2 separate regions of the Mus musculus genome follow, and region 1 is linked to region 2. A link is a contact called in public promoter capture Hi-C data. All regions are on one chromosome and are shown on one strand. Each heading gives the region's core, a stretch centred on a gene start, on an enhancer-like site or on the middle of the called end of the contact. The rest is flanking DNA. Distances are from core to core; before and after follow the strand shown. Region 1 holds the start of Tcaf1 (TRPM8 channel-associated factor 1). Region 2 holds the start of Olfr455 (olfactory receptor 455).

Evidence for each region. Promoter capture Hi-C pulls out the DNA fragments that hold promoters and counts their contacts.
Region 1: a contact with region 2 is called in a promoter capture Hi-C map of liver, with 2.4 times the contacts expected there. The contact joins the promoter of Tcaf1 here to the promoter of Olfr455 in region 2. A contact is called at or near these places in 2 of 39 promoter capture datasets (the 3T3-L1 cell line and liver) and 1 of 9 other capture datasets (pancreatic islet).

The regions. Positions count from the first base shown.
Region 1 is chr6:42,708,669-42,713,609 of GRCm38.p6, forward strand. Tcaf1 (TRPM8 channel-associated factor 1) reads right to left here and starts at 1,447. Exons shown (of 9, transcript NM_001355769.1): 1 at 1,291-1,447.
Region 2 is chr6:42,537,619-42,542,980 of GRCm38.p6, forward strand. It overlaps Olfr455 (olfactory receptor 455), which reads right to left and starts at 1,402. Exons shown (of 1, transcript NM_001081301.2): 1 at 449-1,402. The coding sequence starts at 1,402. The coding sequence ends at 449.

The DNA of each region.
Region 1 (4,941 bases), core at 197-2,696, 170 kb after region 2:
TGTTATGTGTTGGGATAGCTTGTCACATTAAAAAAAATGAATACATTTCCCCAAGTGAGAAACCTAAATGCTCAATGGTAGAATAACTATAGGGTATTAAACCAATTAGAAATAAAAATGAAGGAAGTATAAGCAAGGATTAATCCTAGAGCTATAAGAATATACAGGATAATATTCATGAATGAAAGCATGACAAAATCATAAAGCAACCCATGTATGTTTTACACATAAGAGTAGAACTATGAAAACGGCGTAGTTGAAAGGAAAATCGCGAAGGATGCCAAGTCTCAGGCAGGGAAGGGCAGAAATGAGACCCTCCATTATGGTATTCAAGCCTTATTTTTTTACTTACAAGACGGCCAAGCGTTTATTTCACTATCTTGTAGATTAGACCACTTTGGAATGATAAGCATTCATTTTATTCTTAAGTCTTTAAAGCAACGCAAAACAGAGTGAAGAGCTAGCTGAAACGCAATCACTTTGCAAATCCTTTGGAGAATGGACAAATGGTTAGCGGGTCAGCCCATAGACAAGAGACATTGGTTCATCTCTTTAAGAGATTCTTCCTCCACGTTTCCACGATTGTCTAATTGGCAAGATCCTTTTTCCCCCTCTTCCATTTTTGTCCTTCATTTCAGGTTGGGCCAACCCAGAAGGCCTGCGGGGGGTGGGGGGTTGTGTATCTGCCAACTGGATAATCTAAGCCCCTGCTGCTGCAGGCCGAAGGCGGTCCAGACCTGCGTTCTCCAGAAGCCCCACACCCATTTCAGCAGCACCCTGCCCACATCCTCCCACCCACCTCTCAGAGCAAATATACTCCAGGCCCCTGGGTGCTTAAAGGACATGGAGAGGACTTTTACCTGGGGGCGGGTAAAGGAGGCTAAGCAGGGACTGTGGCCCTTAAAGAATTCTGTGTGGAGTCTCCTTCCGCAACCTCTGAGGTTCCTTTCATCAAATCCCAAAGGCTCCCTGCTGAACACAAACCACTCAATAAGGAAATGGGAAACGGCTGGGAGGGGGTTCCTGGCTGGCGAAGGGATAACAATGCAGGAAGACTGAAGGAGATATCTAAAGCAGCGGAAAGCTCAGAAAGAGACAGAGAGGAAGGTCTCAATGTGGAATGCATCAGCCACCTCCGCACGCCCGAGTTGCCCACACCAGCCCCCCACGCAGCCCCAGGCACTCGCCACCTCCTGCCCCCTTCCCCGCGAAGCACCCCACCCTTCTGGCAGTGGCCTTTGTCATCGCAGGCCTCTCCTGGTGCAGACCCTATCGCGGAGCCAGACTCACTCTGCGTCGCTGTTCCCTGAAGTGCTGATTCGGAGGCACAACAGCAAAGGAGGAAGCTACCCAAGGGGAAGAAGCTTCAGGCCTGCAAGGGAATAGGCGGTGGACCAGTGGATGGGGGACGTGGAAAGTCACTGGCAGAGAAGGGGGAGCAAGCAATGGGCCGTCCTGAGAACTGATTGGCTACACGGGGATGTGGGCGGTGCTCCGCTCTCTGCCCCCAGACCTTAGAGGCTCTCCTTTATGTCAATTTCTGCTCCAAGGCTTGGATGTGCAGCTGGCCAATTTCTAAAACACATACATACATACATACATACATACATACATACATACATACATACATACAGCTTAACACTGTGAACAAATAAGACATTGATAAAACAAGAGAGCTTTTATCAGAAATTATACACAATTATATTAAGAGAAGAATTAAAGCTATGGGTCCTATATTAAATTTAATGAAAAAGTCAAGTTTTGGTAGAAGAGAGTGTGTCTACACTTTGTTATATCCCAAACATCTGGAGTTTGAAGCTGTTGCATCTTCCTTAGTTTCATAAACTGGAAGTATGAGTGAATAGTGGCGGCTACAACAAATTGCCAGACAAGGAGGTGAATTAAGCCACACCCTTCCGACATCTTACAGTTCTGTACATCAGAAGCCTGGCACAGGTTCCACTGGGTAAAGCTGGGAAAATCAATGGGAGGATTTGCTTTCCTCCCTTCTCCAGATTCCAGAGTAGGCCTCAAATGATCTGACTTTGCCTGCTCAGGGACTTGCCCTGTCTGCAGAGGCAGTGGCCTCATCACTCCACCCTATACTTCTGCTATGGCATCTTCTCAGCTTTCTGATGCCCTCAGTTCCTTAGGGGACCCTGGTATCCATTCCAGTGGTTCTATCCAAATGACTTCTCAGCTCAGGGTCAGGTAACTAGCAAGCCTAATTCCATCCAGATCACAACTTCTTGGTCCTGTAACATTGCATCCTAACATGCTCTAGAATGATATATGGTTTCTATGGGGTCGTGTGTCTTCCCCCGAAGGTATGTTAGGATGTTTTTGCCCTGTTCTGTGATACTTGTCTCTATCAGGGTTAAAATAGGACTCTACGACTACATGTGACAAAGATCGTGCAAATGTCTGCTTTAACCTGAAAGAGGGCAGGTAATTCCAGACATGGGTGATTGCATCGTACTGTCACATTGATTGAGTTCACTCTGTTGTAACTAGGACATCCTCTTTGTAATGTGGGTCCCTTCATCACTGACCTTCAGCTCAGCTCACTGGTACCTAACTCAAAATCAAATCATTCTCTGGGGGTCTTTGCACAGCTCCATCGACATCTAGCCCATATGCTCATCCTTCTTCCGACTTACATGTTACTTACATGTTCTTTGCCAAGTAGTGCTGGGTCCTGGAGCAAAAGATAAAAGAGGGGAGCCAGTACCAGGCTCCCAGCATATTTCTGACAGCCTCTGAGAATTTGAGGAGACCTTTCTCACACATTGTCACAGTGTGCTTCAGTTGTAACATGACTGACGGGTAGCCTGATCCTGTTCTACCCCAATTCTAGCGGGCCTTTCTTTTTTGACCTCTTTTTTGAGGCCACGTCTCTCATTCCATTCAGTCCTCTTTTCTCCCCTGCATTGTTAAGTTTCCTCCCTGAGATAGTGCAGTTCCATAGGCAGAATGTGTAGTGGGAAGATCATATCAACAGAACACTTGCCTTGGTCTCCAAGAACCACTTATTACCACTTCAAATTCTGCTACTTTAAGAATTGGAACACACTGTGATAATGTGTGAGAAAAGTCCTCAAGAATTCCCAGGCCCTCCTCTTCCCTCTTTTTCTCCAGAGGCCTGCACTTCTTAGAAAAGAGCATGTAACACTCAGAAGAAGAGCAGAAGCAGGAGCTGGGAGAGGATGAGTTGTAACAAGGACCTCAGCGGCGAAGGGCAATATAACCTGTGCTTTCTCCATACTGAGTGGGAAGGAGCTCTGTGCACTGACAATGTATCTGTGCAACCCCCAAGATGCTGAAAATGGGGTGGAGGAAGGGATGGAGGGAGGGAGGGGGTGGCTTTCCAGTGATCTGTAGGCTAGGGAGAAGAGGATCTAGGTCAGTCTGTTTGCCACACAAGCATGAGGGGCTGGGTTTGAGCCCAAGTAAAAGGCTGGGTGTAGTGACATAGGCTTGTAATCTGCAATCCCAGTGCTAAGGAGGCAGGGACTGAATTCCTGTGGGTTAATTGACAATCAACCTAATCTACTTAGTGAGCTTTGAGCCACTGTCTAAAAACAAAACAACAACAACAACAACAACAACAACAAAGCTAAGATAGATGGCTCCTGAAAATGTATACCCAAGTTACCCTTTGGCCTCCACCAACACACACACACACACACACACAGACACACACAGACACACACAGACACACACAGACACACACAGACACACACACACATACACACACACATGCAAGCACCTACGTTTCATTGTCATCCTCTATTTCTATCTGTACAAACCCTTTCTGCTGCCTGTATTTTGGAGTCCCTTTGTCCACAGAGGGACAACCCAAACTAAAAATGGTCCTTTACCCTCTGTGTATGTGAGGAGAGGCCTACAAGCATGCATTCTGCTGGTTGTCTCCTTTGAGAGAAGGAGGCTTTGTCAAGAGAGCAATGCAATTGTTTTGACAGGTGAGATCCAGCTCAGCGGCAAGGGGCCCTGGTCTACGGAAAACAGTTGGTAAACTGCAAACACCTATCTCCACAGCTCCTCTCACTCAATTCTGAACCACAGACACACCAGACTCCTGCAGCTCTCACTGTGGTGGCCATATAAATTAGTGTCTGACCTTTGAAGGCATTTGGGTTTGTAATCCCACATCTATTGGTTCACTGCATGATGCACCCCTCTATGGGTAAAGGGCAATCCCCAGCAATGTGGCAACTTGAGTTGAGAAAGGGACATAGAATTGCAAAACCTTTGGAAGGTCTCCAAAGGACAAGCGTGTGCACACACACACATGCACACACACAGGACCCATATATACATGTCTACATATGTGACTCTATATTGTATAACGACGAAAATCTGAAAGACTCCTCCATCCTCATTTTAGGATACTCCTTTGAAATCATAGCTATCAAATTCTTCTGAATTTCTATTAATTTGAAAATTGAATATATATTTCAATTAAAACTGTTATTTAAAATCAACTTTAAGAGCAACTTTTCTAGGAGTTTTGGGATATTTAAGCTTCCAAATTGGATTTTAATAATAATAATAAAAAAGACTTGTCTATTGTACTGGCTAGTTTTGTGTCAACTTGACACAGCTGGAGTTATGTTATCACAGAGAAAGGAGCTTCAGTTGAGGAAATGCCTCCATGAGATCCAACTGTAAGGCATCTTCTCAATTAGTGATCAAGGGGGGAAGGCCCCTTGTGGGTGGGACCATCTCTGGGCTGGTAGTCTTGGTTCTATAAGAGAGCAGGCTGAGCAAGCCAGGGGAAGCAAGCCAGTAAGGAACATCCTTCCATGGCCTCTGCATCAGCTCCTGCTTCCTGACCTGCTTGAGTTCCAGTCCTGAACTTCCTTGGTGATGAACAGCAGTATGGAAGTGTAAGCTAAATAAACCCTTTCCTCCCCAACT
Region 2 (5,362 bases), core at 152-2,651:
TGCCGACTAAGCTTCTAGTATTCCAAGTAGCCAGAAACCGTCTGTAACAACTCCACTCGGCTTTGACAAATCTAGCGTGATTAAGGGGTCTCCAAGCTACTCTTTCCATGTGCTATTGCTCTTCACATCTGTCCTTCAAACCACAGGCATCATACAAAACAGTCACTGGCTTGCATAGACCTGGGAATTATGGGGAAAACTTGGCAGGAATCAAAGGAAGCTCTCAATGTAGATCAAGGTCTCTCCACTTCTTGATATTCCTCCAGGAAGGGATGAAGGACACAGCCACCACTTGTGCCTCTCTTCTCTTGCAGTTGCCAAGTTCTCTTTCCTAAATCTCACCCTTGAATTCCCAGGAGCTGCTCCAGATGCAAACACTAAACACTAGGGGACACTTCAGCAAATGAGAGTTCCCTACTCTATCTTGGTCTCTGCCAGTTATCAGGGCTCACACAGACCCTGATCCACGGAACCCCAGGACCCTGTGAATGGCAGAAGTGATCTCCCGGTTGCGCAGGCTGTAGATAAGAGGATATAGAAGTGGTGTGACGTTGGTATAAACCAGCGCTAGTGTGCGATCCAGTCGAGGGGAGTAACTGGATTTTGGCCGCACATACATGAAGGTGGCACAACCATAATGCAGGAAGGTGACAGCCAGGTGTGAGGCGCAGGTGGAGGCAGCCTTGCGTCTGCCTCCACCACCATGCAGGCGGCGCAGGGCAGAGGCAATGGCCCCATAGGAGGTCAAAATGAGCATTGAGGGCAGCAACAGCAGCACCAGGCAGGCTCCTAGCAAGGGCAGTTCATCCACATAGCTCCGTGTACAGGCCAAGTGCAGCAGTGCGGTGATGTCGCAGAAGAAATGCACCAGCAGGCGGGAGCCACAGAAAGGCAGGTGGAACACTGCCACCGTTAGCCCCACGGATACAGCTAGTCCTCCAAGGCAGCAGGCCAGGGCCAGGCGTGCACATAGACCTGGGGTCACTATAGATGCATATCGCAGGGGGTGGCAGATGGCCACGTAGCGGTCATAGGCCATGGCTGCCAGCAAAAAGCACTCAGCCCCACCCAGTGCCACAAACATCTGCATTTGGACAGCACAGCCCAAGAATGAGATGGGACTGCCCCTGCCATGGCCAGGCATGCTCAGGTCAGCTAGAGAACGGGGCACCACCACTAGCGTGTAGCAGAGTTCAATGGCTGACAACTGGCAAAGGAAGAGCAGCATGGGTGGCCTGCTTGGCACGGAGATCACAGCCACCAGGATGAGCAGGTTACCACTCAGAGTGGCCAGGTGCACGGCCAGCAGCACCAGGAAGAGAAGGGGCTTCAGATGTGGAAACTCAAAAAAACCTTGAAGGAGAAAGCCACGGGGTATGGTGTTATTGCTAGGGATGTCCATGCACTGGAGTCAGGCGGCACCTGTGGGAGAGAAGCAGAGGAAGAGTGAGCCTGTGGCAGTGGCCTTTCTGACGGCTGAGAAAGGATTACTTGGGACTTAGAACAGAATAGGGAGGGGTGGCTGCAAAAATGGTCCACGATTCACTACAGGTCCCTCTTCCCTACCACATCTCCAAAGGGATATCTTACCAAGTAGTGTAGCTTTTCCTGTCTTCCATACTAGATCTAAGTAGCTGCTTTTTCAAATTTCAGTTTCCAGAGAAGTCCTGATTCCCAGAGGAGCCTTTGGTCTTATATCACATCATTCCTGACCTCCATATAAAGAGTCAAGCACTGGCCACACTAGGGTTCTGTATTACCATAGGTCTTAGACTTCAAGGTCCCCCAAAGCAGGATGTGTCCCGGCCTCTCTACTTCTTCTCCATCCTCTTCCTTAGCTAGCTTTGCCACTGTGAACTGCCTTCTGAGTTGTGTCATGGACTCATAGAGTACAACATATATACGGGTCTTCTAGACAACCTCACTCAACTTCTTAGTTTTAAAGAGGAAGATATAACTGAGCTGGGATTGGGGCTGGAAATACAGGCTTTAAATTCTCAAAGAAATTAATAAAGAGAAAGAAAGAAAGAGAAAAAAGAAAGTAATTTCCCAAGACTGAATCCGGAAGTCTCCACAGCCCATATAATGTTCTAGAATCAGGTCACTGGAGTCAAGCTGACAATATATATTACTTTAACCTTCACTAGAGACCTAGCGTTATGGTACATACTGGGACAGACACTCAGGCAGCCAGGATGCTCTGTGGGAGATCCTGTTGGAGTTGTCAGGATCCAAATTCATCAGACATTGTGACTGATACACTAGAAAAAGTGGTGTGTGTCTGTCTATCCTGGCTCAACTCTCAAAGTGAGTACCTTCCTCAGTTGTCATCAGATCCCAGATTCTCTCTCTCTGTGACTCATCTGTAAGTAACAGTTGGGAAACATTGTCACTCTGAAGGTCTACTCTGCTGCTCAGAGTCTTCTGAATGTAACAGATGTGGGATGTAACAAAGGCTGTGGGACCTGCAGGAGGATGTTTGACCTTTTAACAGATGTTGAAAAAAAAAACCCTATTTTTAAAAATTCATTATGGCTTTTAAACACTTAATCCTAGACTCAGACATTCAATGTTCTAATCAACATGGACTGTGTAATTTGTTCATAGTCCTCATGCCAGGGTGCAAGAGTGGTGAAGTCAGGTGAAAACGGCCACACATAGTTGAATGAAAGAGCTGCAAGGAGAATGGCTTTTTCCATTGAATGCACCTTTTAGAGAGTTTTGATTTATAGACACCATCTTATTCTCTTTCTTGTAGTATTTGAAGGGAGCATTTACTAACACATTCTATTCTAATGGAGAAAGAGGCGGGTGGGACAGGAATAGGCTTGAGAGGGGTAGACTCACTTCCAATGGGGTTTAAACCCTTCCCACCTTTTGAGAAGAGGTGGATTTTCCCATCTATCGAACACATTCAGCCAACTTGAGTCCTGTGCCCATTCTCAGCCAGATGCTGCAGCATTAGGAATGAAGTTCAGAGAGACAGAATTGGTGTCTTGAGGTTGCAGGCAGATCAACCTTCTGGAGTGCCCAAGACAGAGACAGCTCTTGAGCTGCCTCTGCTGGCCTCCTTACCACTTCCTTTTCATCTCTGTACAGAAGCTAGTGGAGTGGGCTCTAGAAGGAGAGACAGACACAATCTGTTTTAATTTCTTCCCTTTCCATGATGTAAACCAGGCAGATGGCAAGAAACATTGGGTGGTGGATCAAGCACCTGCATCAAGTTGCTCAAGGAGAATCATGTTTCAAAGTAAGGCTGCCTAAAACAAACCAGATGGGTCAACTAATTGAACATGACCAAGGGGCTATTTCTGCTTTGCTTAGCTTTTCAGGAGGGATTGATATAAACTCCAGGAATGTAAGCTAGCTGTAGTAGGCTAAGAAAATGGAAGTATCAGCTGGCCATGGTGGTACTCAGCTTTAATCCCAGCACCGAGAGCCAGAGGCAGGTAGCTGCATACTCTTCCAAAGCATCAGTGATTCAAACCTGCAGAGAGAGAGAGAGAGAGAGAGAGAGAGAGAGAGAGAGAGAGAGAGAGAGAGAGAGAGGCCTGGATCACACTCCTCTCTCATAAAGATGAGGGTGGAAATTTTCACTCTTCTGGCAGATTAATAGCACCAACAAAAATAATGAACACTTAAGAGAGTTCTAGGGAAGTGATCAGGAGGACTTGAAACATAACCCGTTTAACCTAACAACAACCCAGTGAAGTAAATGGATTCTTCTCACACTCATTTTAGAGGTGAGGAATTCAACTTCTAGATAACTAGCTAATGCTAGAGCCAATTTGCAGGCAAGAATCTTAGCACCCAGTAACCTTTGGTTTTACACATTTGTTCTGCATGGTCTAGACAATGGTTTGTGATGGTTATACTTTCAGTTTTAAATTACTTGATTAAATATATAGCAAGGCAAAGTAAAAGAATAAGTAACAAAATAGCCAACAAAACACCACCAAATTAGATGCTCAAACCATCCAGCAGAAGAAGCTGGGGAGAAGATTCAATTGTTAAGAATACCATCTGTCTTTGCAAAGGCCACAGGGTTTGGCTCCCAGTATGCATATGGTGATTCAAAACTATCTGAAACTCCAGTTCCAAGAGATCTAATGTCCTCTTCAGTCCTCTGCAGGCATTAGGCATGCATGTGGTATGCATACATACATTAAGGAAAAACCTCATATGCATGAAATAAAAGTAAACATATCTTTAAAATTTTCATAAAAGAAACAGGGTCAATAATAATAAAAAAAAACAGTCAGAAGAAATGGACTGAAGTAGTTCTTTTGAGGCAGTTAGCCTGTGTTCTGAATAGAGATTTGGGTAGTGCAGCATCTCTTTGAGTGAGTCTTACACATAAAATAACTAATAACAGCAGAGATATAACAATCAAATCAGGGGCTTGGGCACAGAGAGCAAAAACTGACTGCAGTAGTCCCTTTGAGGCAGCCAGAGGCAATCCCAGGTAGAGCAGAGGGCCCTGTCTGCAGAGCCTTCCAAGTCAAAGGAAAACCAGCCCCAGATACAGACAAGATCAACAAATCAGGCACTCAAAACACCCAGCAGAAACCAACTGGGGAAGCTGTGCCAGTCAGCTGGCATTCCTGAATGATGAGTTTCCCACGGCTGGATTTCTGGCTTCTCTTCTACCCCTATAGGCACTTTTATATCATGTGATAAACAATGGCAACCTCTGTTGCAGAAGGTTCATCTTCTAACTATTTTCCCTCTTTCTCACAGAGTTAGGAGACACAGCCCATCCCCAGACAAGGGACCTTAGAGGACACACTGAGACAAATAAGCTTGTGGGTCTGTAATAGGATAGGGGCAGTTCTGCTCCAAGAGCCAGCTTCTCAGTGAACTGAAATAACACACTTTACATATGTAATGCACATCATAACTCTATGTGGCCCTCCTCATTTAAACGTCCTCTCAGACTGCCTCTGCACAAGAGGCAGTTATCCCCTTTCTATGGTTTCCTGCATACTAGAAATGACTCCCAGACTGTCACATATTTCTGTCCTCAGATTTACCTTCACTGACATTTCTCTTGAGGACAGTGGATGTGAATAGCAATGCAGATCATTTAAGATAGCAAACCTAAAAATAATTTCTCTTTAGTTTTGACATTCATCACTGATCTTGTTATTGTTCTAGCAGACTCTTGTTTCTAATTGTGTGAGGCTTCACAAAACACCCACGGAGTCATGGCTGGCTGGTGGCCCGGGACATCTGGATGTGGTTGGAAGGATTTCTGGGTTAGGGATTCTGACCTTGGATTCAATTTTTGCTGTGTTGGCTAATAAAAATTATGTTACAATAATGTTTCTCATTGGTCATTTCAATAGCCAATCAAAGCACT